Linked DNA regions of Mus musculus: regions 1, 3 and 4 are each linked to region 2. Evidence: chromatin contacts called from public Hi-C and promoter capture Hi-C data. All regions are on one chromosome and are shown on one strand. The core of a region is the stretch at or near the end of the contact, and the rest is flanking DNA. Distances in the headings are between cores, read along the strand shown. Region 1 holds the start of Nudt16 (nudix (nucleoside diphosphate linked moiety X)-type motif 16). Region 2 holds the start of Nphp3 (nephronophthisis 3 (adolescent)). Region 3 holds the start of Nek11 (NIMA (never in mitosis gene a)-related expressed kinase 11). Region 4 holds the start of Pik3r4 (phosphoinositide-3-kinase regulatory subunit 4).

Region 1 (5,100 bases), core at 807-3,306, 1.1 Mb after region 2:
AGGAAGACAGGTATCAGGACTGAGGTCTCAGGCCTCCTAAGAAGCCCTTGACAATTCCAACTCTCAGTTAGAGCGCAGGGCTGGGTAGGCCCTTACGTCACTTTCTGAAACCCACTGCTCTGCTCAAGCCCCAGGTAACACAGGACAATTCTCAGAAAGAAGCCATCTCCTTTGCTTCCCTAACAGGCATGGGTTGGGCTGGACACAGGACAGCAGCCTTACAGCGGATGGGGAAGAAACCCTCCCATTTACCCGGAAGGAGTGGGATGTGCCAAATGCCACATCATGGTTAAACTGGGCAGATGACAGTGTGTCAGGCTGTGTGTGACCACGAACTACACATATACATACCTGGAGCTTCCAGGCTGTTTGTCCATGTATAAGGCAGGACTCTGGGATACTACAAAGGCCTTTTATCCCTAATGCCACCAGACAAGGTGTTCCGTTGAAAACAGTGCATATCCTTCCCTGTTGCTAATCTGGCACCACCTACAATCCTTTATACCCCAAAGAGAGACCACTTGTCCTTCCCTCCCTCATACCAAGGCCCTCTGGGTTCCAGGGGTCCATGCTGGTCCGATTCTACTTAGAATCTGGGATCTTTAGTTTTGCAATAATGCCAGGATCCAGAAGTTTCAAGTCCTGAAGGGCTTCTAGTAGCTGCTCTCGGGCAGCTCCAATGAAGGAATTCTCCAGAAAGGCAGGCAGGCCTCCCTCACCATCACGGAGGACGTACAGGGGTACCCGCACCAGGCCCAGCACCTATGAAAAGGAGACATCGGACAAGTGGGACCTCAAGAACCTCAACACATTACCTTATCTACCTTGGAACAGAACTCTCCAGAGAAGAGCCAAGCAGAACCGGGCCTAATAATCACACCTCAGGAGAGCTTAGAGAGCCAAACTCTGTGGACAAGTGAGCCACGCTGGGTTCCAAGCTCCATCCGTGCCAATCCTTCTCCATCCTTTTCCTCACCCTTACTGGCGACGGCCTCCAGGAGGCATGCCTGGCTGTAGCAGTATTTCAAAACTCAGAACTCACACCACTGTATAGGTAGCACTTGGGTGCTCAAGAAAAATGCAAATACCCAAGTATTCCTCTGACATCCTTACCCAACTCAAGTGATTCCAATGGACTGTTCAGTCTAAACACTGTCAAAGTGTGCGCACTAATCAGTTTTAATAGCGCTCTCACTCCCAGGTTCAGGGTCACCTCTACACACAGGCGTCCCTAGCATTAGACTCACTGTCTGCTTAAGGGAAATATGAACCCAAAGTCAAGAGCTTAGGGTATCATGTGCACTAGCATAGAGCTGGAGAGACCTTTGGATGTGTGTTCTAAAAAGCTCTCTGCAGGGGCCGCTAAAGGTGGCCGAGTAGGTGGTATTATCTAGCCTGGAGATGACCAAGATCCCAACTAGTTCATGCCACTTGAAAGAATTCAAAGTCGGAGGGTCAAAATCTCCTCCACCCAGTGGCTTTTCTCGGTAAGGGGATTGGGGGAGGACAGACTGGAGCTGGAGTGGATCCCAGGCTGGTCCCACCTCCAGCCCATGGTCCTTGGCTTGAGGTGCCCTGGCTTCCACAGCCTGCAGCTGTTCCAGAGTCAGGCGCTTGGCATAGAAGTGGGCCACCACGCGCGGTCTGGCCGCGATGTGTGAGCTGCGGTAGTCAGAGCGTTCAACGCGGAAGGCAGACATCGCTTCGCCCAGCTCCTCGCGCAGTTCCCGGTTCAGCCCGTCCTCCAGGCAGCTGTCCTGCGCGTCCACGAAGCCGCCAGGGAAGCCCAGGCGCCCGTCAAAGCGCATCTGCATCTGGGGGAGGAGGGTATGATGGTTGGCCCGGGCTCGCGAGCCCTGGGGCGGGGGAGCGGCCGTGCATGACGCGTCCTCACCAGCACGGCGAAGCGCATCGGGATGCGGCCGAACAGCTTGCGGGGGTCGGGCGCGTAGAGCAGCGCATGGCAGGCGTGGCGCCAGTCCGGCCCGAGCGCCAGGGCCTCGCTGAGCTCCACTTTCCGATGCCCCTCCATCTCGAGGCTCGCACTTCCGGGTTCTTGCAGAGGCCAGCGCCTCGGGGCGGAGCTTTGCGAGACTCCGCATCAGCCAATCAGGATGGGTCTCTCAGGAGCTCCGAAGACACCCTGGATTGGCCCTTAGGCTAGGGTGGGGCTGAAGGCTTGGTAAGGTCAGGCTCAGGCCGGAGGTGTTTTGGAACCTGAGTTAGAATTTACGCAGGAGTTCTGCCAGTGCAAAGGACAACGTATTTTTTAGAAAACGGTTCTGGGTTGGTCCGTTCATAACAAAGAGTCTAGGGATGGGAGGAAGGTAGTCTGGCTTCAGAACTTATTCCTAGCCTAGCGTGATGGGGGAAAGGAGAGGTGGGTGTAACAAGTCTTGAGTGGTGGAAATGTGGGGATTGACTGATTATAAGAGGGCACAGGGACAGAGCTAACACATTTGGGGAAGGGGAGTGGCCAATGGATGTGGTTACAACAACCAACTGCATTGGCTGTGGGCTCTGGGTAGTGATGTGGCGCCTGGTACATGGAAAATGACATGGAAATGTCACAGGTCACACAGTAAGATTGGGGAGGGGTGGCTGGCTGAGGAAATAAAGCACAGAAAAGAGTGGGGAGGAGTCAGACAGGACACCCCACCACCACCACACTAGGAGTAAATTAAAATACCCTCAGAACTTTAAATTGTGAAGAAAAATAGGAAAGAGATGGGGGACACTCAATGCCTAATGCTGAGATCCTGGCATTCAGGATCCTTCACCTCAGCTAGGCTGCCCCACCTGAAGTTGAGTCCATATATCAAGAACCTGTATGTATTTAAGGAAGGGAAGAGGTGACACTCAAAGAAGATCTGACTTCAGGTCACAGCCTGGACTTGAAAGTTTGTTGTAGAGCTCAGAACTCACCCAGATACAGGCTTGTGACTTTAGTAGAAGCCACTCAACCCTCTCAGGTTCCCAGTTAAGGACCTGTTAGTGGAGGTGGAACCAGCGTAGTATGGGAGTAAAATTCTCCTCAGAGCCAGACATATGGTAAATGCAGCCATTCTTGGATTCGAGGGTGGAGGTTCGATGCTGTGTCTTATGTCAAAGATTGAGGCCAGCATCCTAAGAATAAGGGCACCATCAGGAAAAGCCTGTGGACATCTTGCCTCAGTCCCCTGAGTCGCAGGGCAGAGATGCCATTGACTGAGGCAGTCACATCATGGTGAGTTAGGTGCGATACAGATGCCATTACTCAGATAACATCCAAGGGACAGGCAAATCATCCTGGTCAAACATTATCACCTGGCAACAAGAAGGAGAAGGAGGAGGAGGAGGAGGAGGAAGAGGAAGAAGAGAAGAAGAAGAAGAAGAAGAAGAAGAAGAAGAAGAAGAAGAAGAAGAAGAAGAAGAAGAAGAAAGAAGCTTATAAAACCCTTCATATCTTCCAATTCCAGAGCCCCACCCCAGGCCAATTTCAAGAAAAAATTCCTGGTGGTAGTAAGAGGACACGGTGGTTCTTTTGTTTTGTTTTCTGGATGTGTGCAGTGTATGTGCATGTACAAATGTATGTGTGTTCAAAAGACACGTAGGCTCATGTTCACATGTGTGTGGAGGCCAGAGGTCAATTCTGAGTGTCTCTGGGTGTCTCTCTCTACTGCCAGCCCCCCTTATTTTTTGAAAGTGACTAATGCACTGAGCTCACTAACGGTCTACAATATCTGGTCAGTAAACTCTGGGGATCCCCCGTCTCCCCTTCTCCCAGTGCTAGAGTTACAGGCACGCCCACTATGCTTGGCTTTTGTGGGGGTGCTAAGGATCCAGACTCAGACCTTCATGCTTGTAAGGCAGAGAATGTATAGACTAGGACATCTTCCCAACCTGGCTTTTAAAGACACACCATTTGAAAAGCCACCATGACCGATGTGAGGGAGCCCGAACAAATTACATGCGCCCCCCCCCTTATTTATAAAGAAACCAGACTTATCTCGGGGCTACAGTATTGTACAGAGTTAACACAGAGCCTCATGCAAACAGAGTGATAAGAAATATGGTGTTCAGGATTGTATACATCAGACCTATGATTACTACCACTCTTATAAAACAAACTGTAAATCTTGGTCCAATCTATAATAACTAAAAAGGGCCACCTCCAAATGAAGAGAATTATTATACTTTCTGTAGTAACAGGATGAGCTTAATATGAGTTTGAGTTGGCCTATATAACCCTACAGGCATCTACATAAAGCAGCATTGGGAATGCCTACATCAAGGATTAATAAACCCCTTACTTTTTTGTTCTTGTTGTCGTTGCTCTGTCAGTTGAGAGGCCCACAGAGCCCATGATGCCTGATGATAACAACTCAGTTAGGGTCCAGGACTTGCTTATAACATCATAGCCCAACAAAAGAAACCAATGCTCCTTAGAAAACTTCCACTGAAGAGCCAGAAAGATCCCCAGTGAAATACAGTGAACATCAACCATCTTATGATGTCAGGAAAGAAACTCAATCCCACCCTTACGCCCTCCCTCAAAGAGAAAAAAAAAAAGAATCCCCCAAATAAAAGAGAACCCCTGCACTGTTCTGAGACAGAAAGCCACAGGCCACTGCTGAGTTTTCAAAACAAAAACCAGTTTGAGGAACAGAAGAACAAACGTGGTTTTACTTTTGGTTTATTCATTTATTTATGATGTAAAGTAGAAAATAAATACCTGTCCTGATATTAGAATGCAGATACATGCAGAATGAGCTGCTGAGGGTCGGCAAAGGGTCCTCCACTTGGAAGACTTAGAGATCATTTCAGCAGCTATTTTGTCCTCCAGCAGAGCAGAGCTCCATAGTAACTTCCTTCCGAAGAGTAAACAGTACAAAAAGAAGAAAACCACAGTGCAACTTTGTAGCTTGGGGGTGAAATCAACCAGCACTACCTTAGCGGGACAATCAAGATCAGCAACCGGCATAGGTGTGTCACATCGACAGAGGGGGCTACATATGGTGTCAAGGTAAGCATCCAGCATTGTTGTGTCACACTGACAGAGGGGACTAGATATGTTGTGATGATAATGTCTCTTTTGCCTGAGGTCTCCCCTCCCCCAAA
Region 2 (4,466 bases), core at 1,309-3,808:
GGAAGGGAGAGGGATGGATGGGGTGGAAGGAAGGGGGAAAGAGTGAAAGGGAGGGGGAGGGAGGGGATGGAAGGGAGGGGGAGGGTGGGGTGGAAGGGAGGGAAGAAGGAAGGGTTTATTTTGGCTCAAAATTTGAGAGTACAGCCCCTCTCAGCAGGAAGGCCTTGTGGCCAGACTATGAGAAGGCTGCTCACATTTCATCTGTAGCTAGGAAACAGAGAGATGAGCCCAGGTGGACCAGTGGCTTTCTCCTGTGAACTCACTCTGGGACCCCAGCAAGTAGGATGGTAGTGCCCACAGGAGGACCAGAAGTCTAAGGTCATCCTTAGCTACAAAGAAAGGTTGAGACCAGTCTGGGCTGCAGGAGATTGTTTCGAGGGGAGGGGAGGGGGGAGGGGAGAGGAGAGAGGAGGGGGAGGGGAGGGGAGGGGAGGGGAGGGGAGGGGAGGGGAGGGGAGGGGAGGGGAGGGGAGGGGAGAGGAGAGGAGAGGAGAGGAGAGGAGAGGAGAGGAGAGGAGAGGAGAGAAGAGAAGAGAAGAGAAGAGAAGAGAAGAGAAGAGAAGAGAAGAGAAGAGAAGGAAGGAAAATCTAGAGAATGGTCCTCAAATCTCTGAAGGAACAGACCTCAGAAATCAGCAGCTAGAAAGGCTTTGAGAACCTAGGGCAGTCTTTTGGGTACTCTGATAGAGCAAATGTTTCCCTTTGGATCTCATGGTACTAACTGGAGAAATCAATATGTAATCCTTCAACTTAGGAGAGTCCAAAGGCTAGAAGGGTGTCTAAGAGGTCAGAGAAAACACGACCAGCTAATTTGAGGGAAGGAGTTCAGGGCATTTGTGGGGGTGGGGTGGGAGTTAAAACGGACCAGCATTCCCAGAGTTCCTTGGAGGAAAGGCTGTTTGCTTTGTGATAGATATGAAGGGTGAAAGATTGGATGTCAGCCATGACAGTGCTGACAGCAGACTATTCTCAGCCATCAGTCTCCACCGGCTAAAGAGAGCAGATGGCTAGATTAAGTAAAAGTTTGAAGTTCTAGCTCCAAGGTAACTTAGGACAACTCCCCAGGGCCGTCCCAGCTTCAAAAGTCTCTGCAGGGTTGGCTGAGGTCTTTGCTGGGAATGCTGCACAGAGCAACCTTGCACTGATTCCCCTGCCTTGCCCCAGGTACCTACCCAGCATTCTCTGGTAGACATCTTGCTTGCTTATCTACATCTCAGAGTTGGCTTTCCAAGAATCCTAGGGATGCCTGTGGATGGAGTGAGCCACCAAAGACTATCTTAGGTCAGCCCAAGGAGGCTCTGCATGGACTGATGCTTAAAATGCTACCAGATTTCTTACAGCTGGGGATGGAGTAAGCAAGCACTGGAATAAGATTATATCCCCCTTGGGTAATGAGGCTCCCGGTAATGAGGATGATGGCAGAGAGAGTGGCTGGCATTCGGAGACTGCCTAAGAAAAGGGCAAGTATAAAGATTACCAGCACCCAGCTCACAACAGTGTTGAGTCAAAGCCACTGCTCACTTTTCTGTCCCCTCTAACCTGGGGTACCAATCTGGGATGGGCAGGAAGATAAGTTAGCAGACCAAGGACAACTTGGAACAGTAGCACGCGTTCCCTTCCTGCAAACCCTGTACTTAACAATTTTCTTCCGTCTAGAATAGGGTCCCTGGCATCCTTATCGCCAGGCGTTATAAAACCTGAGCTTATCAAGGATGGGGGTGGGGGGAGAGAAGGGTCGCGGGGGTGGGGGGGTTCAAGTGGTGATGCTTCGAAGTTCTTTCCTGGCTGGCATTATTTATTACATGTTTCCTGAGAGACACACTAGGCACTGAACTGCCTCCAGAAAAGAGCCCTTTAGTCAGGACCACAGAAACAGTTGCGGCAGAGCGGGGGCAGATGGGTATGTGATCTAGTTCTTGCTCACTGAGACAAAGTTCACGCAGAGGGAGCAGAGCTTGTAGGTTTGGGCCTAGTCTGGAACCTTCCCTTCTGGATGTCCGGATCTCCTGGTACCGCCCAGCTTGCCCAGCTCAGTCCTGCCGCCTGCTCCTGCAAAGCAAGTTCTCAGGGCCGCCAGCTCCGTGATACCCATTCCTCTCCTCCCGAGTCTCATTTCTCTCAACCCTCCCTTGTCCAGCTCCTCTACTGGTCTCATTCAGAAGAGCACGCCCCCGCGTGTCTGGTCACGCCCCCAAAGCCTGGCTCCGCCCCACAGGACTCCTGGCCACTCCCCCTCTCGTTGTCCAGCCAGGACCACCTCTCCGACTCTCTGACTGGTTTTCTCTTTCTTCTGCTGCTGCCTTACGCCCCACTTACCGGGCTACGACCCTAAAATCTGGCCCGACACTCTCTCTGGGCACTGCTCTTCTCAACTGACCACACCTCCTCTCGCTGCTACGTCCCACCCCTCTCTGTTAGCCTTAACATCCCCAGCTTGCTCGGCCACGCCCCGAAAGTATGGCTCCGCCCCTTCTCAAGACGGCCACTCTTCTTCAACACCACGCCCCTCTAGTTGCCACGTTACGCCCTTCTCCCCAATCACCAGGCCCGGCTCACTTACTGCTCCGCTCTTCCCTCCAAACTCCGCCCTCTCCTCTACAGCACCTCGCCCCACCATCTAGGCCCCGCCCTTAAGGCCTGGCCACGCCCCGGCCACCTCCCTGCTCCTGGCCACGCTCCTCTCTGATTTTGGTTTCTCCCTGCGGCGCTCCGCCCCGCTTGACAGGCCCCGCCCTCCTGGTCCCGCCTCCTCCTGGCACCCAGCCGACTCTCAGCCTCAGCCGGCCGCGGGCATCATGGGCACAGCCTCGTCGCTGGTGAGTCCCACTGGCGGGGAGGTGATCGAGGACACGTACGGGGCAGGCGGCGGCGAGGCCTGCGAGATCCCGGTGGAAGTGAAACCCAAGGCCCGCCTGCTGCGCAGCTCGTTCCGCAGGGGCGCGGGAGCCGGGCCCGGGTCGCTGCCTCGCGCGGCAGGGGGCGGCGGGCTGCTGGGCGCCAGCTTCAAGTCCACCGGCTCGTCTGTGCCCGAGCTAGAGTATGCGGCGGCCGAGTTCGAGCGGCTCAAGAAAGAGTATGAGATCTTCCGGGTCAGCAAGAACCAGGAGTTGCTGTCCATGGGCCGCCGAGAGGCCAAGCTGGACACGGAGAACAAGCGGCTGCGGGCGGAGCTGCAGGTAACGCGGGACCGAGAGCGTCGCAAGCGGGAGGCTCTGAGGAAACTGAGACCCGAGCGCACCGCTCAGCCGCTTGGTGGCACCACCATCCTACCCCAGCTACAAACCAAGTTGTTTTCTAAATTGTGCAAAAGCTGCTCCTCCTTTATGTGGAATCATTATTTGAGTGTAAACTAATTTCTTATCAGCATCTTCCCCTGCCCCTTTCAATTTACGGTTCATTCATTAAGACACGTTGAATCAACCCAAGTCCTGAAGTCGAAAAATTTCTCAGAGCAACTACACACAAACTCCTCCCGGTTTTAGGTATCTCCAAAATGGAGTTCTTGGGTTAGTTTTCTTCGCGAAGTTCGGCAGATTCTGGGGTTTAATGATACGATAGGAATTTTTCTGGAAACCTCCTGATTTTATGGTTTTTAACTGTTGTGATTAAAAGTCTTCCCTGAGAGTACTCAAACTCTCTTAGTCCATTTAGTTAATGGACTAAACAGTTACTGCAATGCTATTGTAGGCCTTATAACAGATCGCCTTTGATTCATTCGGATACTAGGTAAAGCAGAACTTCTCGGAGTAAAAATATGGGACTATATGCCGTGGGTTCGGAGCCTCTCTGGTGGTCATTTGTTTATACCTTTCTTTTCTGTGAGAGGGATCTCTGACAGCCCAAGAGCTCCCGGCACATCAGAACTTAAATAAACATCACAGATTTTTTTGTAAAAGAAGGCTCCTTCCTTCTAGTAGGGCATCATTCCCATAAGCTATGAAGCCCTTCAGAATCTGCTGGGCTATTAGCATATTATCTGGGAAGCTGTTCTCACCCTCAGCTCCCTGCTCGCCTCACTTTCTACTGGGAGACCAATGTGCTTGCCCTTATAAAGTGGACTTGCGTGTCCCTCGTGTATGATGTCATGTATGTGCACCACTGCCCACTAAGAACCATGTGAATTGCAGGGAGAAGGGGTTAGCAGGATAAAGAGGCCAGTGCAGGGAGGACTGACAGACAGATGTCACAGATCACAGATCAGCAGTTCCAATTCCCTGTGAAACCTGTTGTTCCTTTCTTACCTGCATCATCGTGAGAAAACTCCCTCACATTTATTTCATTCAGCCATGTTGACATTTACTGGAGGCCTCTGATGGATCCAGACGGTGAATGGCTCAGGAGAAGAGTAAAATGATTAATATATAATGCCAAGGAGCACAGGAACCTTCATACGTACTATTCTTCAAGCTAAACCTTACAAATTGCGTGTCTTATTCTCTTAAAAACCCAAAGCATAGAAAAATCCT
Region 3 (4,745 bases), core at 1,652-4,151, 1.4 Mb after region 2:
AAAAAATCATTTTTACATAATCTACCCTATTCACCTTCTCTGGTCATTTGAATACTTACTTTATTTGGCTCTGAAATGTGCATCATATTTTTATAATTTTTTTTTTTCGAAACAGGTTTTCTCTGTGTAGCCCTGGCTGTCCTGGAACTCACTCTGTAGACCAGGCTGGCCTCGAACTCAGAAATCCGCCTGCCTCTGCCTCCCAAGTGCTGGGATAAAAGGCATGCGCCACCACTACCCAGTTTTTATTTTTATAATCTTATTTGGGGCTAGGAGTATAGTTCAGTTTTTAAAAGCAAAGCCCTGTGACTTCAAGTAAAATGGAGGTGGGGCATCTATACAGAAATTTGTGAAGCCCTTTTCTGTTTGTAAGTTTCCTGTTTGATACAGAGTACAGATCAGATGTGACTCCGTGTTCTAAAGCAGCCTGTGGCTACGCACACATGCGCAGTTTATTACTTACAGCTCCTCTCCAGGTTTGGCTTTCTTGTCTGACACCAGATAGACAGTTCCAAAACTTCCACTGCCAAGTTTCTGCTGAAGAACATATCTTCTTGCAATCAAAGCGGTCGGGTACATGGGGATGACTGTGGGTCTTCTGCCCACACACTTCGCAGTCTCTTGGAATTTCAGCATTGCTCCAAACAAGATAAAACTGGCTTGTTCATTCACAGAAACAACAGTTGGGCATCCGAGCTGATGTTTGAAAAGTCAAACGGGAAGTGTTGATTGATGCCAGATATATGGGAACTCCACAAATCGTGTCTAAAAGCAACTACAAGATTCCCACAAAAAAAAAAGTATAAGCTTTTGGCAATGATACCTGCAGTGTATCTTGTGTTATCACACCAGCTAATGCTCGTGCTCTCTCTCTCTCTCTCTCTCTCTTTCTCTCTCTCTCTCTCTCTGTGTGTGTGTGTGTATGTGTGTGTGTATGTGTGTGCATGTGTTTTGTAGGATGAAAGGAAATACAGTAAATTCCAGAAGGCACTCTCTCATAGAAAAAGAGCCTTCCTTATACATGCAACTTTATCACAATAGTTTAGAGCCACATTTTTACTGACTCCTGAAATGTGTATTTGTTTTATGATTCATATTTTGTTAGATATTTATACTCCCCATCGACTTAAAAACCAATGCGAACCCAGGGCCATGGCTTCCCCTAATGCACACATAGGCCAACTCCCTGGTGATGCTTTCCTCCCTCTCAGTCTGCTTTGACTCAGCACAGAGTAAATTGGGGTTAAACCCTGATTAGCATATTCTGCTTCCCTTTGCTTTTTGCCCATGTCAACTTTAAATCACAGTTTTGGGGTGTCTGTTTGCTAGACTAGCTATGTGGAAGGATATCAATTCAGTGCCCCCCCCCCATCTTAAGCAAGATCTGATTCCATTTCTATTGTACACACTGGGTACAGAGCTATCTCCTGGATTAGAAGTAAGGACATGCACCTCAGACCTAAGACTGCGTTTTAAAGCTAGCTGACTCTAAGTGTAGTACAGGTGAAGCCACAGTTCCTGAGGGAGCTATGAAATGTTATGAATGGCAGAACTGTCCCATGAGAAAGTATTCCACAAAACACACTCTTACTCCATTCCATCAAAGTGTTGAATGTTTTATTGAAAACTGTGCTTTTGTTTAAAATCTACATGAAAATAGGACTTTACGCTGAATACTATGTACACCTTGGCATTAGGTTTTCATATTCAGCAATTCTAAAACAACGAGAAAAAAATAGTGTTATAGTGTTGACCTGTGGGCTCAACATTTACCACAAAACCTACAAGGACACTCAAACAGAAAAAAAAAAACTGCAAAACATAAAACCTATTTGTAATTTTGTCTTCTTTAAATAATGTACTAATCTGTGGTTTGATCTAGTCCCAGTGAGAGCAATGCCCCTCTCCTCAAGGAAACGTTACTAAAATCTGCAGAATCTAAAGAATAGGTCCTAAAAGGTACCTTCTGTTTGCTTCTTTGACTGGCATAAAAGTGGTGATTTCTAGATAAACTAGGCTGTTCAAAAAAAAAAAATGGCCTCTCTGTCGCCTTTCAGATCACTAATAATAATTCTCAATGTGGAGAGGCGATTAAAGTCCCCACTTAGTAAAGAGCTGAACTCAAGATGGAGGACCAAAGCTTCTATTTGTAATGGAGTAATAAACCCAGCAGTGTGTGAGCAGCCTCTCCAGGCTCATCACACAGAATCAGCTCTGTCGCCCTCATCTCAGTTGGTATCCATGGAATGTACACACACTGCAGGCTGGATCTGAACCTAGGGCAGAGGATGAACTTGGGTGCTAGGGACACAGGTTATGCTTGTATCCCTGGGGCCTAGCTAACAGCTGACATACAGTTGTTAGCAAACGTTTGGAGAGCGAAGAAAGATCCAGCATACCAAATGTGACCCAAAGACAAGTAAAGGAAAGAAAACATAATAGGAACTAGAAGAAAGCTGAGAGACGCCCACTTTGTGCTAACCATCCCTGGGGTACCCATCCCGCTGGGGCAGGTAAAGAGAAAGTCAAGTGTTTACCGATGGTAAGAACTGAGTGGTTTATGTCCATGTCAAAAAACCCAAAAAACTAGGAAGCTGTTTTGACCTGAGGTTCTGCTAACTAAATCTGACCTGAGAAGTAAACTCTAACCCTGAGGTAAAACGAAAAAACTTGTCTCTTCAACAAATAAACCTTAAGTTTTTCGCGGAGCGCGTGAATGTATATCGAGGAGCAGGGCGCTTAGTCTCCCGAAGGGGAATGCGGTCCAGGGGCTGTGGGACCCGGCTGCCCGAGAGATCCACTTTCATTACCTTTACAGGTCCCCAGCCTGCGGCGCCCGGCCAAGCCTCCGTCAGCCTAGAGCTCGCTGCCTCGGAGGGCGTGGTTGTTTAACATCGTCGCCACGGAGACGGCGCGGGGGCTGCTGGGAAGTCGACGTTCCGGCGTCCAATCCAACGGAAGCGCGCCGGACCCTTCGAGGCGTGGCGAAGCGAGCAGGGTGAGGAGGCGGCCGCAAGTGTGAGAGGAATGGCTCAACCTCTCACACCAAGTTCCCACCACCCGGCCCGAAAGCATTTTCTCCTCCAGGGAGAGCCCTCAGCTTCTCGGAGCCAGGCTTCCCAGTGACGTCGTTCGCAGCACTTCCTGTTTCCGCTCGCGGTCTTCCACGCACCCGCGGGTCTGCCGTTTCTCCCCGGGATCCTACCTGCTGCTGCTGGTGAAGTGAGCCGGCGGTCGGGCGGAAGCAGCCGGCGGATCCGGAGGGCAGGAGCAGGTTGAGGTAGGAAGATTGGTGGTTGAGGAATTAGATCCTACCTTTTCCTGCCCTTTGCTTGCATTCCTTGAGCTACTTCGCTCAAGGTCAAGTCATTAGTTTACAGTGAGTTCGCAGAAACCACATGACAAACCGGGAAAGACATGACGATTCAGAATTAAAAAGTGTTGAGATGTTGGCCGAGGTGGATCTGAGGTGAGATAAAAAATCAAGTGCAATAATGTAAGCTGATACCAAAGGCAAAAAATTCAGGAGGATGCATTTTTTTATGTGGTAGCCCCACAAAAATCAAAATGCAAAAATTCCAAGGTTGGCAAAACTTTCACGATTTTAAACACGGGCAAGGCTGGCAATAGCATCGTGCTAAGCGATATTTGAAGCCAGAGGCGAGGGGGGAAACCAGTAATACTAATCCTATGAGTTGTTAGCCAGATAGGCCATTAGTAAGGGGGTGTAAGAATCCAGTTGAGGTTGAAATTGTATACTTGGGATCCTAGAAGCATAAAGCTGTGTTTTTCCTTAGCTCAAACTACTCTCCAATGTACCCTACACTCAAGACCTGTAACAAGGGTCTAGTTATCCATAAGGAAAAAAAAAATTGGCTCATTATGTGTCTTATGCTGGGTTGTCATTTTTATAGCTTAGGACTTTTGGCCTTGACCCTCACAAAACAGATTTCTTCCTTTATCTCTATATGGGCTGCCATGAGGTGGTGTGGCCTAGATATAAGTTCTGTCTTCCACCTCCAATAATCCAATCAAGCAAAGTTCCTCAACAGCGTATCCTGCAGTTTGGGTCTTGATTGATTCTAGATATACTCAGATTGACAACCAAGAATAGCCATCAAAAAGACCAGCAATTGATTTTTTTTGTTTGTTTCAACAGGGATTTCTGTCGATCATCATGGGTATTCGGGGACTAATGAGCTTTGTGGAAGATTATAGTAATGAATTCTTCGTTGATTTGAAATTGCGGAACACAAAACTTATCATTGATGGCTATTCTCTCTTCCACCGACTTTGCTTCAATTCTGACTTGGAGCTCAGGTATGGAGGAGACTATGATTTATTCGCAGATGTTGTACAGAAATTCTTTGAATCACTGTTTGTGTGTCATATTTGTCCGTATGTTGTATTAGATGGAGGATGTGACATTTCAGATAAAAAGCTGACAACTTTGAAGGATCGAGCAAAAGAGAAGATCCAAGCAGCCCGTTCCCTTTCTCTTGGTGGGGGTGGGAATGTGTGCCCCTTACTCATCCGAGAAGTGTTCATACAGGTTTTGATCAGGCTTGAGGTATGTTTCGTACAGAGCTTTTCAGAAGCAGATCGGGACATTATGACACTTGCCAATCACTGGAATTGTCCTGTGCTATCATCGGATAGTGACTTTTGCATTTTTGACTTGAGAAGTGGGTTTTGCTCACTGAATAGCTTCCAGTGGAGAAATCTGAACACTATTAAAGATACAC
Region 4 (5,188 bases), core at 341-2,840, 1.6 Mb after region 2:
GAGAGGGAAACTAGGCGACCAGAGGAAGATGGAACCAAGACAGGGTTCTGATCAAGGTTCAAATTTTTAATGGTGGACATGCTTTATAAAAGAGGGGGCGGGGAAGTCCATTCCCGCCAATTCATCCTTGGAGCCTGGAACCAGCCGCAGGTGATGACATGCAGAATAGGGTGTAGTCTCTAGAATAGTTCTGGGGCCTCTCAGCAGGTAGCAGTATCTTGAAGGGGAACAGCGGCAGTGGCAGAACAATAGAGTGCTCTAGGCTCCACCCTAGATAATCTCCTTAGTGGCAGCAAGATCAAGTTCTGGCTTAGCCTGCTTCAGGCTTATGGGAGGCTACAGTTTAAGGTTTCAGAGGGTTAGTCAAAGATCACCGTGGCAGGGATCAATCATCGCAGCTGGCAGGCAGGAGCTGAGAGTTACAGCCTGGTCAACAGGCAGCAGCAAGAGAGGGACACTGGGCCTGGCCTAGGCTTTTTAAACCTCAAAGCCAGTGACACACCTCCCCCAATAAAGCCACACCTTCTAGTCCTCTAAATAGCCCACCCACTAGGGACTAGATATTCAAATATACAACCCTTTGGGAGCCATTCTCATTCGAACCAGCACAGTAGCAAAAGCAAGAAAATTAGAACACAACTCCAGCAAAGACCCATTCTTTTTACCATGATGCACCCAGGTAATTCCAGCACCCAGTAAGTTGGGGCAGGGGGATGTATTTCAGCTAGCCTGAAATACAGAACGAGACCTTGCTTTCAAAAATAGAATGAATAAAGAATTAAAACCAGCCAATCTTGACACTTTGAAAAATGGTTTTAACTTGATTTTTTGACAATCTTATACATGTATAATGTGATTACTGTAATACCCCCACCCCTAATTAACCAGCACTTTCAAATATTTTTTTTCCAAGACTCACTGAGTTTAGGCAGTGAGTTTGGGGCTATCCATTGGAGTCTGGTGGGCACTCAGTAGGGAGTCAATTGAAGAAAGTGGTTTCTCTCCTAGAATACATTAGAAGCCAAGTCTTTATCACAGAGAGGTAGGGTGCATACACTTCCCCAACCAATGGTTGACTTAAAATGCCAGGTGTTGTGTAGGTTCACTGTAAGATTTACTCCTGCTGTGAAGCCATGACAGCTTTGGCTCTGCCATACCGAGATAACTTGTGTGTGTACATACAAAATATGCATGCATGCATACATACATACATACATTTTTTTTTGGAGAGAGGATCTCTCTTTATAGACAGGCTAGCCTCTAACAAATCCATCTACCTCTCCTGAGTAATGAGATTAAAGGTTCGTGTCACCCCAATTGTGCACTTTTTAAACCGACGAACTTTATGACACATAGCTTCTCACTCAATAAAGTTGAAATCCAACTTAGTGGGGGAGCTAGGTTTTCTAAGTACGTGGGTAAGTTTACTTAGAGCCATTGGTCACAGAGTTAGTGAAGAAAAGCACCTCCTGCTTGAGGCAGCGAGGCCACGCTTCCTTCCCTTGTTTCCTAGCAACCGGCTTCCTACTGAACGCTTCCTCAAGCCTCCGTCCGTCACTTCCGATCTCAACAGGAAGTGAGGTCAACCCGGAGGCTTTCCCGGGAGTTCAGCGTTTGCCGCAGGTGAAGTCGTCTTCCTGGACGGGCACTGTCCCTGTCCCTGTCCCTGTCCAGGGCTGCTGCAAAGGCCCTGGGATCCGGGGACTCGAACCCGCGGGGGCCCAGGGCGGCAGGGGAGGAGCCGGCAGCGAGGCTGCTGGGTGTCCGGAGTCCCGAGTGTGTTTGCTCTCCCAGTTGTTCACCCCCAGCTCTAGATCTCGGACGTGTCTGCGCTCCTGCCCCAACTACCCCGGTCCCGTGTCTGAAAGAAGACCCCTCACAGAAAACATTCTCCTGGCCGGCTTCCGTTCACGCCCAAGCCCCTCGGAGCTCTGCCAAGACCTCCCTGGGATCTTTCAGCGACTTTTGAGTTGCCAGAGGCCTGGGGTAAATGTTTTCCTGAGTGCTCAACTATGGGGTAGGGAGACAGTTCCTGCAAAATGTGGGGTTAGGTAACTTGGGGCAGTGTGCATTTCGGCTTACTTTTCTTGAATGTTTCTGGCGGGGTTTCTTGTTGCAAACTGGAGGAGTTTGCCTTGGTTTAGGAGGAGGGAGACATCACTGCGAGGATGCAAGGCCCAGTTGATGCTAATTCTATAGATCTGATTGATCCTCCCAGGACTTAAAATGATCCGTTTGTATCATGTGATTCGTTCTTTTAAGCGTTTAGCGTGTTTCTTACTTGCAAGTAAACTAGTTTTCCCGGACAAGGACCGAGGCATACGGTACTTTTACGACTTTAATAGTATCACACAGTGAATGCATGTTTTTAACATTTTTAGCTTAATGTTGAAGGGACTACGTTGTGCATAGTGGGATCTCAGCCCTTACGAGGTGGAGGCTAGAGGATCTGGAGTTCAAACTCACTTCTCGGGCTACATAGAGAGTTCCATGCCAAGCCTGGGCTACACAGACCTTATCTCTAAAATAAAATGTTGAAGGCATGTATGTAATTAAACAGTTTAGCGGCTGGAAAGAATGACATGACGTAGCACCATATTTTTAGATAAAAGTAATAAAATCTACTTAGATAATTTTTTCTGAATTTGAGACAGATCTGGGACTCACATTCACACACATAGTAGGTAAAGGTACAGATGTCTTTTAGGAAAAGGCCAAATAATGGCGATTTCACTGTTTCTTTGTTTCTCTCCATTTTAATCTCTCTCCTGCTCGACATCCTTTTACCCAGGTGTTCTGTGTTAAGCTGCTGTCCCAGAGGTGCTGGGCATTATGGGAAATCAGCTGGCTGGCATCGCTCCTTCCCAGATCCTGTCTGTAGAGAGTTATTTCTCAGACATCCATGACTTTGAGTATGATAAGAGCCTGGGAAGCACTCGGTTTTTTAAAGTCGCTCGAGCCAAGCACCGGGAAGGCCTGGTGGTTGTGAAGGTCTTTGCAATTCAGGATCCCACGTTACCCTTAACTAGTTATAAACAGGAGCTGGAGGAACTGAAAATCAGGCTCCACTCCGCCCAGAACTGCCTCCCCTTCCAGAAAGCAGCAGAAAAGGCGTCTGAGAAAGCAGCCATGCTGTTCCGGCAGTATGTGAGAGACAACCTCTACGATCGCATCAGTACCCGCCCGTTCCTAAACAACATCGAGAAGCGCTGGATCGCCTTCCAGATCCTGACGGCCGTGGACCAAGCGCACAAATCTGGAGTCCGCCACGGAGACATCAAGACAGAGAATGTGATGGTCACCAGTTGGAACTGGGTCCTCCTAACCGACTTCGCCAGTTTTAAGCCCACGTATCTTCCCGAGGACAACCCAGCGGATTTCAACTATTTCTTTGACACCTCGAGAAGGAGGACATGCTACATAGCTCCCGAGCGCTTCGTTGACGGTGGGATGTTCGCCACCGAGTTAGAGTACATGAGAGACCCCTCAACCCCGCTTGTCGACCTGAATAGCAATCAGAGAGCGCGGGGAGAGCTGAAGAGAGCCATGGACATCTTTTCGGCAGGTGTGTGAGTCAGTCAGATCAGCTAACTTGCATATTTTTTTTTTTCTACTGCCAAACAGAAACGTGGTTTTGCGTAAATTGCCTGCTTTTCAAAGATTTCTTGCTAGGCCCTCTCAGACGGTTTCAGACAGATACACGATGTCCTCATTGGACATGCAGAAGTGATGAGAAAATTCGAAATAGTTCTCATTCAGACATTCAAAACACACACTACGCAGTGCTGGCGGCACAGGAGGAGGCTACATGTCAGGTTGAGGATAGAGAAAAAGTACGTTTCCCCGGGTGTTTGCCCCGGGTGTTTGCCCCGGGTGTTTGCCGTGGTGGGGAGAAGCACAGTTGCTGCTACAGAAGCACACAGCTAAGTAAGCCTCTGTGGGAGTGATAGGTGGAGAGGCAGTGTCAGAGCAGGCCTCCCTTAGAGAGATGGCATTCAAGCTGAGGCCGACAGAGGGACTGGCGTTTGCTGGGGTAGTTGGTTTCAGGCAGTGTATGAGGATCCTACAAGGCATCTTTTTAGCGTTGGAATTTATTGCTGTGCATTCACTCAGAACGCTAGTTGAGTCACATGGAGGTTTTATTTGTGTATATTCATAGAGGGCTGTGTGTGTGTGTGTGTGTGTGTGTGTGTGTGTGTGTGTGTGTGCGTGCGCGCTCGTGCACAGTGAGCAGTACCCAAGGAACCAGCCCAGTGTTGTCTCCGTACTGGTAAGTTCCCTGTCCACTCTTACTTATTCTGCGGCAGGGTCTCTCCCTGGGCAGGAAGCTGGCCAGTCAGTGAACCCCAGAGATCATCCAAGCTCTGTCTTCAGCTCTGGACTTAGAAGCCTGGACCATTCCACACAGCTTTTTTTAATGTGGATTCTGGGGTTTTAATTCAGGGCCTGGGTCTTGCAAAGCAAGCACTTTTCTGACCGAGCAGATCCCCTGGTCCATATGAGTTTGTTTTGTTTTGTTTTGTAAGCAGTTTTAAACTGTTTTTGACACCCATCAGACCGCATCCTAGTATAGATTTTGAGCCAGGTATGAGGATTGCAGAGTAGCGCAGGGTAGCGCTTGCTTGGTTGGCGAGGTCTCATTACATTTTGTGAGCAAGTGCACACAGCTATGCTATGCAACAGTCCTTCTTATTCCTTTGGCCCAGATGGCTCTGCTGGAGTCCTTCATGGCCTACTTGTGGATTTGTCCGAGTGCCTGAGGGGCACACTTCTTGAAGCCCACTCCACAGATGCACTTATGACTGTTGACAGTGGATGTTGGGGTCACCACCACCTTGCAGGTGGCAGAATGGCCCTTTTCTTGCCAATCATCTTTGCAAGAACCATTCAGCCAGGCCTAAGTAAAAGGGGCCCCCGTAAGTTTTTTTTTATGGTGTGTGTGTGTGTGTGTGTGTGTGTGTGTGTGTGTGTGTGTGTGTGTGTGTAAAATGTCCTTTTGATTTTCCTCTCAACACTGGGAAGGGAACACAGGCTCTCCCCTAACTAACAGTCAAGCACTGCATCCCTGAGCTACATCACAGCCCTTGCTACATTGCCCTGACTGCTCTTTAACTTCGCTTCTGCTTTGGCCTTCCGTGTAGTTACAGGAATGTACCACCACTCTCACTCTTCCCAAGCTCCCTTGCCC

What was found. Hi-C and Micro-C count contacts between places; a contact is called where the count stands out from the background. Capture Hi-C pulls out chosen DNA fragments and counts their contacts.
Region 1: a contact with region 2 is called in a Hi-C map of regulatory T cells, with 10 times the contacts expected there. The contact joins the promoter of Nudt16 here to the promoter of Nphp3 in region 2. A contact is called at or near these places in 3 of 484 Hi-C or Micro-C datasets (CD4 T cells, hematopoietic stem and progenitor cells and regulatory T cells).
Region 3: a promoter capture Hi-C map of adipose tissue shows a contact between it and region 2, with 5 times the contacts expected there. The contact joins the promoter of Nek11 here to the promoter of Nphp3 in region 2. A contact is called at or near these places in 7 of 39 promoter capture datasets (the 3T3-L1 cell line, 3T3-L1-derived adipocytes, embryonic stem cells and 2 more), 2 of 484 Hi-C or Micro-C datasets (CD4 T cells and uterus), 4 of 115 datasets of contacts at active chromatin or transcription factors (embryonic stem cells, pancreatic cancer cells, pro-B cells and 1 more) and 2 of 9 other capture datasets (adipose tissue and liver).
Region 4: a promoter capture Hi-C map of adipose tissue shows a contact between it and region 2, with 5 times the contacts expected there. The contact joins the promoter of Pik3r4 here to the promoter of Nphp3 in region 2. A contact is called at or near these places in 1 of 484 Hi-C or Micro-C datasets (CD4 T cells) and 2 of 9 other capture datasets (adipose tissue and liver).

The regions. Positions count from the first base shown.
Region 1 is chr9:105,129,749-105,134,848 of GRCm38.p6, forward strand. Nudt16 (nudix (nucleoside diphosphate linked moiety X)-type motif 16) reads right to left here and starts at 2,057. Exons shown (of 3, transcript NM_029385.2): 1 at 1,895-2,057; 2 at 1,545-1,814; 3 at 1-762. The coding sequence starts at 2,032. The coding sequence ends at 583.
Region 2 is chr9:103,999,986-104,004,451 of GRCm38.p6, forward strand. Nphp3 (nephronophthisis 3 (adolescent)) reads left to right here and starts at 2,559. Exons shown (of 27, transcript NM_028721.3): 1 at 2,559-3,176. The coding sequence starts at 2,796. It overlaps Gm33054 (predicted gene, 33054), which reads right to left and starts at 2,374. Exons shown (of 2, transcript NR_168653.1): 1 at 2,317-2,374; 2 at 1,775-2,049.
Region 3 is chr9:105,392,386-105,397,130 of GRCm38.p6, forward strand. It overlaps Nek11 (NIMA (never in mitosis gene a)-related expressed kinase 11), which reads right to left and starts at 2,902. Exons shown (of 16, transcript NM_172461.3): 1 at 2,811-2,902; 2 at 464-775. The coding sequence starts at 636. Aste1 (asteroid homolog 1) reads left to right here and starts at 2,977. Exons shown (of 5, transcript NM_025651.5): 1 at 2,977-3,280; 2 at 4,160-4,745. The coding sequence starts at 4,178.
Region 4 is chr9:105,641,405-105,646,592 of GRCm38.p6, forward strand. It overlaps Pik3r4 (phosphoinositide-3-kinase regulatory subunit 4), which reads left to right and starts at 1,591. Exons shown (of 20, transcript NM_001081309.1): 1 at 1,591-1,986; 2 at 2,792-3,565. The coding sequence starts at 2,833.